Regions from separate parts of the Gossypium hirsutum genome. Here regions 1 and 3 are each linked to region 2. A link is a contact called in public Hi-C data. All regions are on one chromosome and are shown on one strand. Each heading gives the region's core, a stretch centred on a gene start, on an enhancer-like site or on the middle of the called end of the contact. The rest is flanking DNA. Distances are from core to core; before and after follow the strand shown.

Evidence for each region. Hi-C and Micro-C count contacts between places; a contact is called where the count stands out from the background.
Region 1: a contact with region 2 is called in a Hi-C map of leaf, with 1.7 times the contacts expected there. The contact joins the promoter of LOC107893794 here to the promoter of LOC107903715 in region 2. A contact is called at or near these places in 3 of 34 Hi-C or Micro-C datasets (leaf and seedling).
Region 3: a contact with region 2 is called in a Hi-C map of leaf, with 2.4 times the contacts expected there. The contact joins the promoter of LOC107893790 here to the promoter of LOC107903715 in region 2. A contact is called at or near these places in 11 of 34 Hi-C or Micro-C datasets (callus, hypocotyl, leaf and 1 more).

Annotation. Positions count from the first base shown.
Region 1 is chrA13:43,896,116-43,899,682 of Gossypium_hirsutum_v2.1, reverse strand. It overlaps LOC107893794 (arginine decarboxylase), which reads right to left and starts at 1,794. Exons shown (of 1, transcript XM_016818886.2): 1 at 1-1,794. The coding sequence starts at 1,253.
Region 2 is chrA13:43,539,505-43,543,457 of Gossypium_hirsutum_v2.1, reverse strand. It overlaps LOC107903715 (tRNA-dihydrouridine(47) synthase [NAD(P)(+)]-like), which reads left to right and starts at 2,335. Exons shown (of 10, transcript XM_041086141.1): 1 at 2,335-2,786; 2 at 2,941-3,057; 3 at 3,143-3,379; 4 at 3,496-3,739; 5 at 3,898-3,953. The coding sequence starts at 2,505. It overlaps LOC107903717 (bZIP transcription factor 29), which reads left to right. Exons shown (of 5, transcript XM_016829861.2): 5 at 1-543. The coding sequence ends at 179.
Region 3 is chrA13:43,930,465-43,934,464 of Gossypium_hirsutum_v2.1, reverse strand. It overlaps LOC107893790 (30S ribosomal protein S31, mitochondrial), which reads right to left and starts at 1,354. Exons shown (of 1, transcript XM_016818885.2): 1 at 897-1,354. The coding sequence starts at 1,242. The coding sequence ends at 970.

The DNA.
Region 1 (3,567 bases), core at 545-3,044, 360 kb before region 2:
GCTGGGGTAGTAGGAGCAGTAGCAGACATGGCCTCAAATATCAAAATAGAATGATGGGAAACAATAGCTCTACCACTTTCACTACAGATAATTGGATGCTTGATAGATTTACGGTCACAGACAAACCGAACAGCATTAACAACAGCTGAAGCATATTCCTGAAGGCCATAAGAAACAGAGAGATCAGAATTACCGGATTTTGACCCGTCGTAATCGATTCCAAGGCCGCCTCCAATGTCAATAACTTTCATGTCAGCACCAAGACGGACTAATTCGGAATAGATTTGAGCAGCTTCGACGACACCAGCTTGAAGCAAAGCTGTTGAAGGGATTTGGGATCCAATATGGAAGTGTAACAATTGCAGACAATCAAGCATCCCCGAATCCTGAAGCCTTTTAACAACCCTTAAAATCTGGATCGTTGTCAACCCGAACTTACCTTTCTCACCCGAGGTGGATCCGAAATGACCCGAGTGTTTGGTTCTCAGCTTGGCTCGGACTCCAATCACGGGTCGAACAGAAAGTTTCTTGCTTATTTCAATAACCAAATCCACCTCCTCCTCTTCTTCAAGAACAATTACAGTGTTCAACGCGAGCTTCCTTGCTAGCAAGGCAAGGAAAATGTACTCAGCATCTTTGAAACCATTGCAGACCAATAACGCCTCTGGGTTTCCCTTGCAAAGGCAGCTCATGGCAAGGAGAAGTTCGGGTTTTGACCCGGCCTCAAGCCCGAAGCGGAAGGGCGCCCCGAATTTAACTATGTCTTCAACAACGAACCTATCTTGGTTACATTTCACGGGATAAACGCCTTGGTAATGAGACTCGTAGCCTTGGGCTTGGATGGCTGATTCAAAAGCCGATTGAAGAGACTCGAGCCGGTTTTTCAGCACATCGGGCACCCGAACAATAAGGGGAAGCTGTAAACCCAGCCCGCCCACAGATTTCGGATCCGAGACTTTCTTAACGATTTTCAGCAAATCGATTTCTTGGTGGGCCAGAGTGTCCGTTCCGTACGGACGAACGGTGATATTGCCGGCGTTATTGACGGAAAAGTAGGGGGCTCCCCATCCGTCGATGCGGTAGAGAGCGGAGGAGTGCGCTGGGGACCAATGGGTTGAGTTGGAATCAGCGGCGTCGGCGGTGGAGGCGGAAAAAGGGACCGCCGAGGGAAGGGAGCTGTCCCCAGCAAAGAAAGCCGCGTAACCAGGAGGCGCTACGGCAGCAGCATCTACGCAGCAAGCCAGGGCCGGCATCCCTACAATGAATCTGAGACTAACTAAACGAAGATTCGAAAAAAAAAGGTTAAGATTTGATAGGTTTCAAAAGGTGGGAGCTTTAAAACCCGCCGAGGCCGAGGCCCCGGCTACTCCCTCAAAAGAAGCAGTAGAGGACTCAATTACAACCGGAGCAGCACTTCCGTTTTACCCTAAACTTCAAAATCCCCACGCCGATCCCTTCAGAAGAATATTTTTAATAGATTTAAAGTTGGATTTTTCCTTTCTATGTAAAGGAACAAAATTTATGCTGCGAAAATGGACTTCACCATGCAGATCTTGAAACACAAAAAAAAAGAAGAAAATAAAAATAAGGAATCAAGAAAGTAAATGAGATTAGCGGAATGAGGAAGAAAAAAGATTTTCCCGGAAAATGAGGGAAAATCAGAGAAAAACAGGGAGGGCTTTGATATTATTATAGAAATAATATTCAAAGAATACGTTAGAAATGGTTGAGTGAGCGAGAATTGCTCGAACAAAGATGCCTCCTTTATATAGGCGGTTTCACGGGCATACTTGGGCAACGGGGTTGGAGTTGGGGTACCCGAACTTATATTTTATCAATTTCTCGCGTTTTTTCAATCTTACTCAAAACGAAAAAAATTGTAAATATTAAAATTTCGGTTTTGGGGGTTTTTTTGGGCCGTTGATACAGAGATTCGTTTTGCTAACGGTTGATCTGCGTCGGGTTGCCGCGTGGCCTGAGCAATTCTGGGTCCATATTTCATTTATAGAAGAAAAATAAAGCCAAATGGAACGATGAGGATGAATTTTATCGTAAAAACAAAAAAATTTCGTACAAAGCTTGTCATTGTTTGGATTCCTATTAAACTTAGTTTAATTTAATTGAAATAAAATTTAAAATAAGTAATATTGTTAGAGTTAAATTAAAAAATATTACATTAACATTATGTTATTATATAATTAATTCTATTTTAGAGTATATAAATTTCAAATTATATATATTTAAAAACTCTTTCAAAATTAAATAAGAGAAAAATAATACTCTAGTATGACTTAGATCATTAATTTACTTATTTACATCCCCTACATTATTGTTATTTTTGTTATATATTTTTTAGAATTTTATTTTATAATTTTTTATATTCTTAAAAAATATAGAAATTTTAAATTTTTATAAAGATTTAAATTTTAAAAAAAATTGAATTTTTTTTGTTTTGAAAGATCAATATGCTCATTTTCAAAAGTATGAATCAAAATAATATTAAGTTATTCGAATTATAAAGTTCAACAAGAGTCAAACTCAAAACTCAAATCACTTATTTGAATTAACTCAAAAAAATTAAATAATTTAATTTAATTAATTTAAATTTTAAAAAAATTAAATTTGACCATTATGTAATAGTGATTGGGTAGGTTTTTTCTTTTACGGTTTTTAGCGAATAAATTGTAATTTAAAAAAATAAAATCGGATCTTTTAATGGAGATATTCACGTGGATGTCACGTGGAACGCATTAATGGATAGTTTCAAGTTCCTGAAACTACTTGTTTCCTAGTTTTTTTTCATAAACAAGCTGTTGGAACTACATTTATATTTATTGGTAAAAGTTATGTTAATTGAATTATGTATTATAATTATCCATACTAAATCATCACAAATCTATAATATAGGTGAAAGGTCTACATGTAAAAAATTATAAAAAATTAGATTCAAAATTATTTTTAATCTTTTTCGATGTTTGTTTCATGTCAACGTAAAATTATCCTTTTATTCCCGCAAAATATTTTAATAATTTTTTTATAAGGTTATGTTTACCAAAATATCTTTGAACATTTTCCAATTGCAGTTAGTTACAAATTAACATAAAATATATAGCACTATCAATAACCAATCAATTCACATTTGATTGTCAATTTACATAAATTTTTAATTTATTCAATTTAATCCTTAAAATCAGGACTAATATAACTTTCAATTTGAAGTTTCAAATTGAATTCCGATTTCACTATTATACATTAGGGACCTCCTATTTCTTATTTTTGCATTCAATTTTACATTTTATTCAGTTAAGTCCCTAATATATGAAACTATCAATTAAGCTTCACAATCTAATCATTTCTCATATATAAGCTTAAAAGCTATCAATTTAGCACCTAAAACTTCAAGAAATCAACAATGTTAGACAATTTTACAAATTGGTATATGGGCTAGCTAAATCAAGCTCCTATGATCTCTAATCAATAGAAATTATAAGAAAAATAACCAATGACTTACTTGAATTTGGAAGTTAAAAGCTTGGAGCCCTAAGAATGTCGTCTCCCTTATTGTCT
Region 2 (3,953 bases), core at 1,086-3,585:
TCGCTACTCAACAGCTAGGTGGTGATTCCGACCCTTCAAAAGGCATGGTTTCCGAGCCGCTTTCTGTTAATCAGCAGATGTTCCAGCTTAACATTTCTCATCAGATGCAGAAGCAGTCACCTCCACAGCCCCAACAACAGAATGGGAACACAACTGCAAAAACCGAGTTGAATCAGTAGCTTGGTCTCTGGGAAGCTTTGAAAACCCATGATACCCCCGTTTCTCTTCACCTCGGGTATTCATTAGTTTTCAACGTCCCGACTTCGGAGGATTTCAACCTGCATCAGATATTCTCCATCTTTAGATGATGGGACGAAGTAAAAACATACATCAGCTTGAATAATCATAATATCGGTTATAATCAAATCTTTTTAATTTATTTATTTATGATAGATAAATCATTTTGGAATGTAAGCATTAAGTTGACATACAGGATTTGTTTCATTAACATTACAAGAGTTGATCTTTAACTCTTCTGTTATATTCTTTTTTTTATTTAATTCTCTTCTCATTTCAGTAAAAGAGTTTGGGCATTTCATTTGAGCGACTCTGGTTTTTTTCTTTTGCAGTTTGTTCTATCAATTGATTTTCGATGTACTTTGGGTATTTGCACAAGTTGAGTTTTATTGCACCAAAATGTAGCAAAACCAAACTTGTGAACTGAGAGAGAAAGAAAGCTAGTGTTTTCATCCCATGTATGTGTTTAATCATTCACTAAGCAGGCAGTGTGATAAGATTGGGACTTGGAAGCAATTAATCTGAAATCTTTCTTTTTAAAATATCAGATCAGCAAAAACTTTTATCACAGAAGAGCTTTCTTTGGCATATTCAGAGCATAGTTTCTTGTTCATTTGTAAAAAGTTTGAAACTTACAGAACATTTGGTTGGCTGGCATGAATAGCGAACCCATTCTGGGTTTATTCCAAGGGGAATAATTATTCCATAATTTGGTTTAATAAATTCCTTATTCAGCCGATTTAGAATTTATATCTCATTACCGACAATAACGAATTACTATTCTTCATTCTTACTAAAGAATGGCTGTTCCGCACAACAGCGAATAGCATTTATATATATTTAAAATTTTACCCTCATCATTTCAAGTTAAACCAAGACAACTTTTGTTAAATTTGATTTGGTTTTTTCAATATCATTCTCACTACAGAGGCAATAAAACAACTTTTTCGGTTTTTTCTATTTAAGATTAGCACTAAGGATTTTAAGCCTTTAAATTTTAGGAGTTCACAACAATTAAGAAAACCAAAATGAAGACTTGGAGCGATGGAAGACCACAAAAAATGCAACGGAAGCTGAAGATTATTTTTGTAATCAAAGTTTATTGTTATTTTGTTTTTTGAAAAATCCAGTAGAAAATAAAAAAAGAAGTTACAAGAAATCTGTGATGAAATTCCATAAAGCCTTGACGATGGTTGATAGTGACAATGAGATCAGTTGCCACGATGATGAGTTAAGAATGGAAACATTCTGAACAAATCAAAGTTGGTCAATTAAATTAAATTAAAAAAAAAACCAGGTAGAACTCCAAAAAAAGAAGAAAGAGATAAAAGTAATATTAAAATAAAAATTTTATACTTTTATAAGTAGGATTTTAATAATATTTCTAAATTTTTAAATATGATTTTTAGATTTATTTTTGAAAATTAAATAAATTATTGGTAAATAATGTTATTATTATTTAATGTAAAAGGTGAAATTATTCATTTTCAAATAGTATGTTTTGACATAATATTTATAAATTTATTAAGAAATGAATAATATATTATACTATTAAGTATATTTATAATATATATTACTAAATTGTAATATTTAAATTTTCTACATATATTATTTTTATGAATTATATCAATTTTAATAATAATAGAATAATAAAAATATTATTATTTAATTTAAGGATCATAATATCGTTGAACACTTATTACTTTTCTCTTTCTTACTATCAATCTAGCCAGCTTAATACTATTACTTGTTTATTCTATTCAATCAACTAAACAATATAATATCTATTATTTTTATATTCTATTTCTACACATAATTAATACATTCCTAATTTATTCTATTTTATTAAACCAAACATGGCGATTGGATGGTAGAGTGGCTTAAGAGGTTAGACTCAAGTTCATGGTATGGCTTTAAATCTTTCTAATAATATTATCCTTTCCCTTTTAGATGAAACGACGCCGTTTGCTTTTTACTCTCCACCAAAACACGGCCTCGTTTTCGTCCTCACTCTCCTCATGAAAACGGCATCGTTTGCTTCTCAGGATAACAACGACATCGTTTTGTTTCTCACCGTCCGCGTAGTAAAGGCGCGGCACTTTTGCCCTGTGAATATGTGGTTACCCACGTTATGTACACTTACAACAACAATCCCACTGAACATAAACCCTAATCAGGAGCCACTCCTCGTTACTGGAAACAGAGCTTTAATCACTGCAGGAGATTGACAGGGAACTGAGTGCCCTCACCCAGCGAACTCGCCATCGATGGATGACTGTCCGAAAGATATCTGTGCGGTTACAGACTCTTCGACGGAAGGGGTCCCGGCTTCACAGCCGCCTTTGGACCCGAATGGAACTACTCAACGTTCACCGGAAGAGTTAGTAGCTCGAGCCATTGCACCTGTAAAGCGAGAGTTTCTTCGACCTCCACCATCCTCTAGAACCACCCAAAACAACCCCGCCTCTGACACCAACGTCAAGCAACCTCAGGCAAACGTTGTCCAGGAAAAGAAATCGAAGCGGCAACTCAAACGAGAGCGTCGTCAGGTCCCAATTTTCTTAACCTGATCTGTTTCCCTTTACAAAAGCAATTGTTATTTGCCGGCAGGGAAAAAAATCTTTTTTTTTTGTTGTTGTTGTTGTTGTAGTAGTGGAATGTAAATTGAAAAGTGATCGTTGAAGATTTGTTTTTCTCCTTCAGGAGCAAAATTCTCCTTTGAATCTATGTCCTGAGATAGCAAAGACGGGAGATGTCAATGCATGTTCTTATAAAGATAAATGTCGTTTCAGCCATGACATTGAAGCCTTTATGGCTCAGGTATTTGAATACCCATTTCCTGACTTTATAATTTGATCAAATCTTGCTAATTGGGTTTTTTTAATAGTTTTTTTTTTGTATGTAGAAACCGGCTGATCTAGAGGGTGACTGCCCATTTATAAAAGCTGATGCACCCTGCCCTTATGGTTTAGCCTGTAGATTTGCAGGCACGCATAAGGATAATGCTCCCATTGCTACTTCTAATTTATTGAAGAAAAGCTCTGAAGTCAATGGACTAAGCAAAGATGTTCAGAAGCTTTTGTGGAAAAACAAAATGCGCTTTACTAAAGCGGATGCTGTAGTTAAATCTCTTGGACTGGCGGTACAATGAAATAATTCTTTTATTGGTCCTTATTTCTTGCATTTCTGTTCATTCCATCTTGTTTTATAATCATTATGGTTTATTGTTAGTAACTTGTTATCAACGCGATAATTCAGGGGCCCAACTGGAAAGTAAAGAAGCTGGTAGATAAGGAGGAAGACGAAGTTGGTTTAGATGGTTCTCATGCTGCTGATGAGACCAATTGCAAAAAGGTGCTTGATGATTCAGTTGACTGTTCTGAGTGTCCTTCAACATTTCCAGCAGCAGTTAATGCTGAGGAGGCATGTGAAACTGATGAGTTGAGACCCTTGAAGAAGGCCAAGTTACTGGTTGATGAAAAGTGCTCTGATGAAGGGGAAGGTGATAGACTTCTTGTGGATTTTTTATTCTTTACTAATTTTTGAACTGATTAATCTAGTCTGTAACTCAGTTGTGTAAATTGACAGATGCAACTGTTTTGGAGAATGATAATGAAAAAAATTCTGCTGAAACTGAACTGGCAGATAATGTACTTGCAGAACCTGATAGGAGCCCCAAGATATGTAATTTGAAAGATGCGACTGTTCTTGAGAAG
Region 3 (4,000 bases), core at 105-2,604, 390 kb before region 2:
AATCTTGGAACCCTTCACCATAGAAAAGATTGAAGACATGAAACTGGGTTTCATCATGCGCTAATGCAGGTTTTGAAGTGTTTTTTACTTGACATTCTACAGAGATTAAAGGAGAATTGAGTCACTTGAACCTTGAGCTCTGAGGCAGATGCTTTGTTCCTTAGCTCACATGTAACTTTGGGAAACACAGGCAACAAAGTAATGCAGGGGTTTGCAAATGTTGATTTTTAGCAAAAGGTAAATGATCTCTCCTCTCTTATTCTAAATCAGATTAACTATGAAACAATTTTTTTTTTTAAAAAAAACCTATATCCAGTATAGCTATTATGAAATATGACATACCTTCCAAAAATTTGGATCCGAGATATATCTTCAAAGGTTCATTATTTGACTGTTTAGGGTCTGCACTAGAATTTCAGTACTCTGGGCAGCAACCTCATTTGATGGGTGATCTATCTATGAGGCCTATGGAAACCGGAATTGCCTCTCCTAACCTAAACGTTTTCTGAGGCCATGCTTTATGTTGCAGCAGATGAAAACCAAGCCCTTGAATTAAACCAGGGACATGCATTCAAGTAAACATCCGTAAAACTGGTTCTTCCTAAAACCATAAATCATTTACCATGAAGAACCATCATCTCACTCCTAAATTCCCAATTTTCAACTCATGAATGGTATCTTACTCAAGACCACTCTAACTCCTAATTCAGCTTATCTGAAAAAGACTCACAGTTTCCTAGGGGCTCTGCTTCCTCAACTATTAATAATTGCTGCATATAATAATTAGGGTTTTCTCTGGCTCTTATGCAACAACCATTCAAAACACTTAAAATTGTTTCTAGAACTTAAACCAACAAATATAAAAGCAAAGCTACTAATAACAAAAACCCTGAAAATTGTACAAAAGTTTTTGCTTTATTATTACAGCTATTACAAAAGAGAAAAAAAAGCATAGTTTTTGAAAAATAATCAGATGAGCTTGAAGGGGAGAGGCCAAGGGGTAGACCTGGGAACTTCGACCTTGTCTTTGATACGTTCTATCTTCTTCTCTTTCTTGGGTCTGGCGTTCCCGTACGATCCTTTGAATCTCTTCCCTTTCTTCGTCTTCTTGTCACCTCTGCCGCAAAGGGTCGGTGCCGGCGGCGACGCCATTACTCCAATCGGCGAAGCCCATGATAGAGCAGGCCACTGCTTCATCACCACTCTCGTTGCTACGGTGCCGCACCACTGAATTATCGCCATTTCCACGGCTATCTATCAGTAACGGAGGCAGACAATAGAAGCCTAGAAATAGAATCATTAGGCTTTATATTTTATTTTGGGCTACTTATTAACCAACCCTCTTTTCTATTTGGACCCATTTTACATTGCTTTCATTTAATCCACTTTTTTGTAACCTCTATTTTACTTTTTTTTAATTTTCAAAAATAAAATAAAATAAAAAACTTTGTTTTAACTAAGTCCTTTTCATAAATATTTTTAAAAAAGAATAATGTCTTTTAAGTAAAATTTGATATTCAAGTACTTATATATATACTATTTTTTTATCTATGTAAAGCACGAAATTTTTGTATTTAATAATTAAAATTTATTAAATTAGTTCATTTAAGTTTTTAATATTTTTAATATTTTAAAAATAAAAATATTAGTATCACATTTAAAAATATTATAACTGATATTAGAATCAATTAAAAATAATAATATTTGATAAATGAAATATCTTTAATTTAAAAATTAAAATTAATCTAAGAAAGTAAAGTTCCCATTTTTAAAACAAAAATATTAATTTTTCTTTTTTTCTTAATGAAAGCTATAAGAAAAAAAAGTTTAACTTTCATTTAGAAAGTTGATAAGGCGCTATTTATAGAGTTATTTTTAGGTAATTAAAATTTAAAGATAATTAGTTAATTGAGTCTTAGTTTAATTAGTATGAGCATTGTTGCTAATGCAATAGAATATGGGTTCGAGTGTGATAAAGCGCATTATTTTCCTATTTATGGGTCGTAGAGGGGCATGGGTAGTTCTAGGTATTGTGTAAAAAAGAACAAATATGATCAAAACTTATAACGAGATTGTTTAAAAAAAATTAAAAGTAATTATGAATTATAATTGTTAGCTCGATTGATCACTAGAATAGAATTGTAATCAGTAATTCAATCGTTTCATTGAATGGAATGGAATTGAGTTGTAATAGTATTCTTGTGTTTGGTTGAATGGAATAAATGTTGTAATAGCATAGGGAAAAAGGCTTAAATGACCAAAGTACTATTAGCAGAATTTTTTTTAGGTAGATAATTATTGTTATTGTTATTAAATTTTAACAGGATTATTATTAAATATAATTTAATAAAAATAATAATAATTTTAATCATATTTTAATATAATTATTATTAAAATATGAATTAATAAAAATCATAACATAATCTCATTAGATTAGACCTAATTATGGGTCGGGCCACTCGAGGCCTGAAGGCCCACCCAAAATGTGGGAGGGTTTGAGCAAAAATATAGGCCCAAAAAATGGGCTTGGATAAAAAATAAGGCCCGTTTAAAAAACGACCGAGACTCGGGTAAGGTATTTTTTGCCTCGGCCCAGCCTGGCCCGAATTCACTAAAAGACAAAAAAATATGCTCTTTTTTTTAATGTTATTTTCTTGTTATTTTCTCCCTATTTTGCTACCATTTTACTGTTATGTTGTTAATATTTTATTGTTATTGTTTAGATATTGTATAAAATTTATTTTATTATTTATTTTGTTATTATTTTAAAAGAATTTGTTAATTTTGTTATTATTTTAGAGGCATTTGCTTGTTAAGTTGTATTTATCTTAGTGTTATTTAAGTCTACATATTTTTTAAAATTAATTTTCAATTTGTTGGGAAATATTTTTTTGATGTTTTTAGTATTTTTTATGTATTATATATATTTAAAAATTATATAAAAAATTAATACGGGTGGCTGGACTAGGCCCGAATTTTAGCATTTTTATCCGGGTCGAGCTTGGGCAAAATTTTAGCCTCATTTTTTAGGTCGAGCCGAGCCTGGGCCTAGTAATTGGGCCTAAATTTTTCGTTGTCCTGGCCCAGCCCATGAGCATTGTAACACCCCCTAACCCTTATCCGCCACCAGAACAGGGTTATGAAGTATTACCGGACATTTCAGATCAAATATGTACATTACACAACCAACTAATATGCACATTACAAATAACCACATTGTCCCTTTCATGAGCCCTCGAGGCCCAAAATACGTATTAGAAACAAATCAGGACTAATTCGAACACACAAGGAAATTTTTCGTGAAATTTTCAAAATTTATCCTAGAAACAGAGCACACATGCTCGTGTGAATCTAGGACACGCCCGTGTGGTCTTGGAATATACCCGTGTCTCAAACCGTGTCCTATCCCATGTAACTATCTAACTAGGGTCACACGGCTAGCCACACGCCCGTGTGCTAGGCCATGTGTCTCACACGACTGAGATACACACTCGTGTCTCTGCCCGTGTATAAATTCCTGGGCATTCTGTTTTGAAAAATTTAAGCAGCAGGGGACACACGGCCAATTCACACGCCCATGTGTTAGCCGTGTGTCTCATTCGGTCCAGTCACACGCCCGTATGTCTGGCCGTGTAGACTCAATATGAGCCTTAAACATTAAGGTTACCATTCCCTGCAATCTTGCACATCAAGCAACTCAAAACCATTTATTCAACCAATTTAAAACTCATTTAAATACACTCTAAACATGTTGAAATAGACATTCTAAATACCTAACCAATGTACCTTCATAGGCACTCTACCTAATTTATTCAAACACGTATATGCAAATTGTTACTAAATTATCTTTTTGGAATCAATTATCATTATACCTATATGTTCACACATAACCAGTATGATTTTACGCACCCTTTTAAGTTTATTCGACTACTACTTTATCTCTCATCATTCAATCATATCAACATTTTAAGGCAATCATGTAAACACCACAATATCAAAC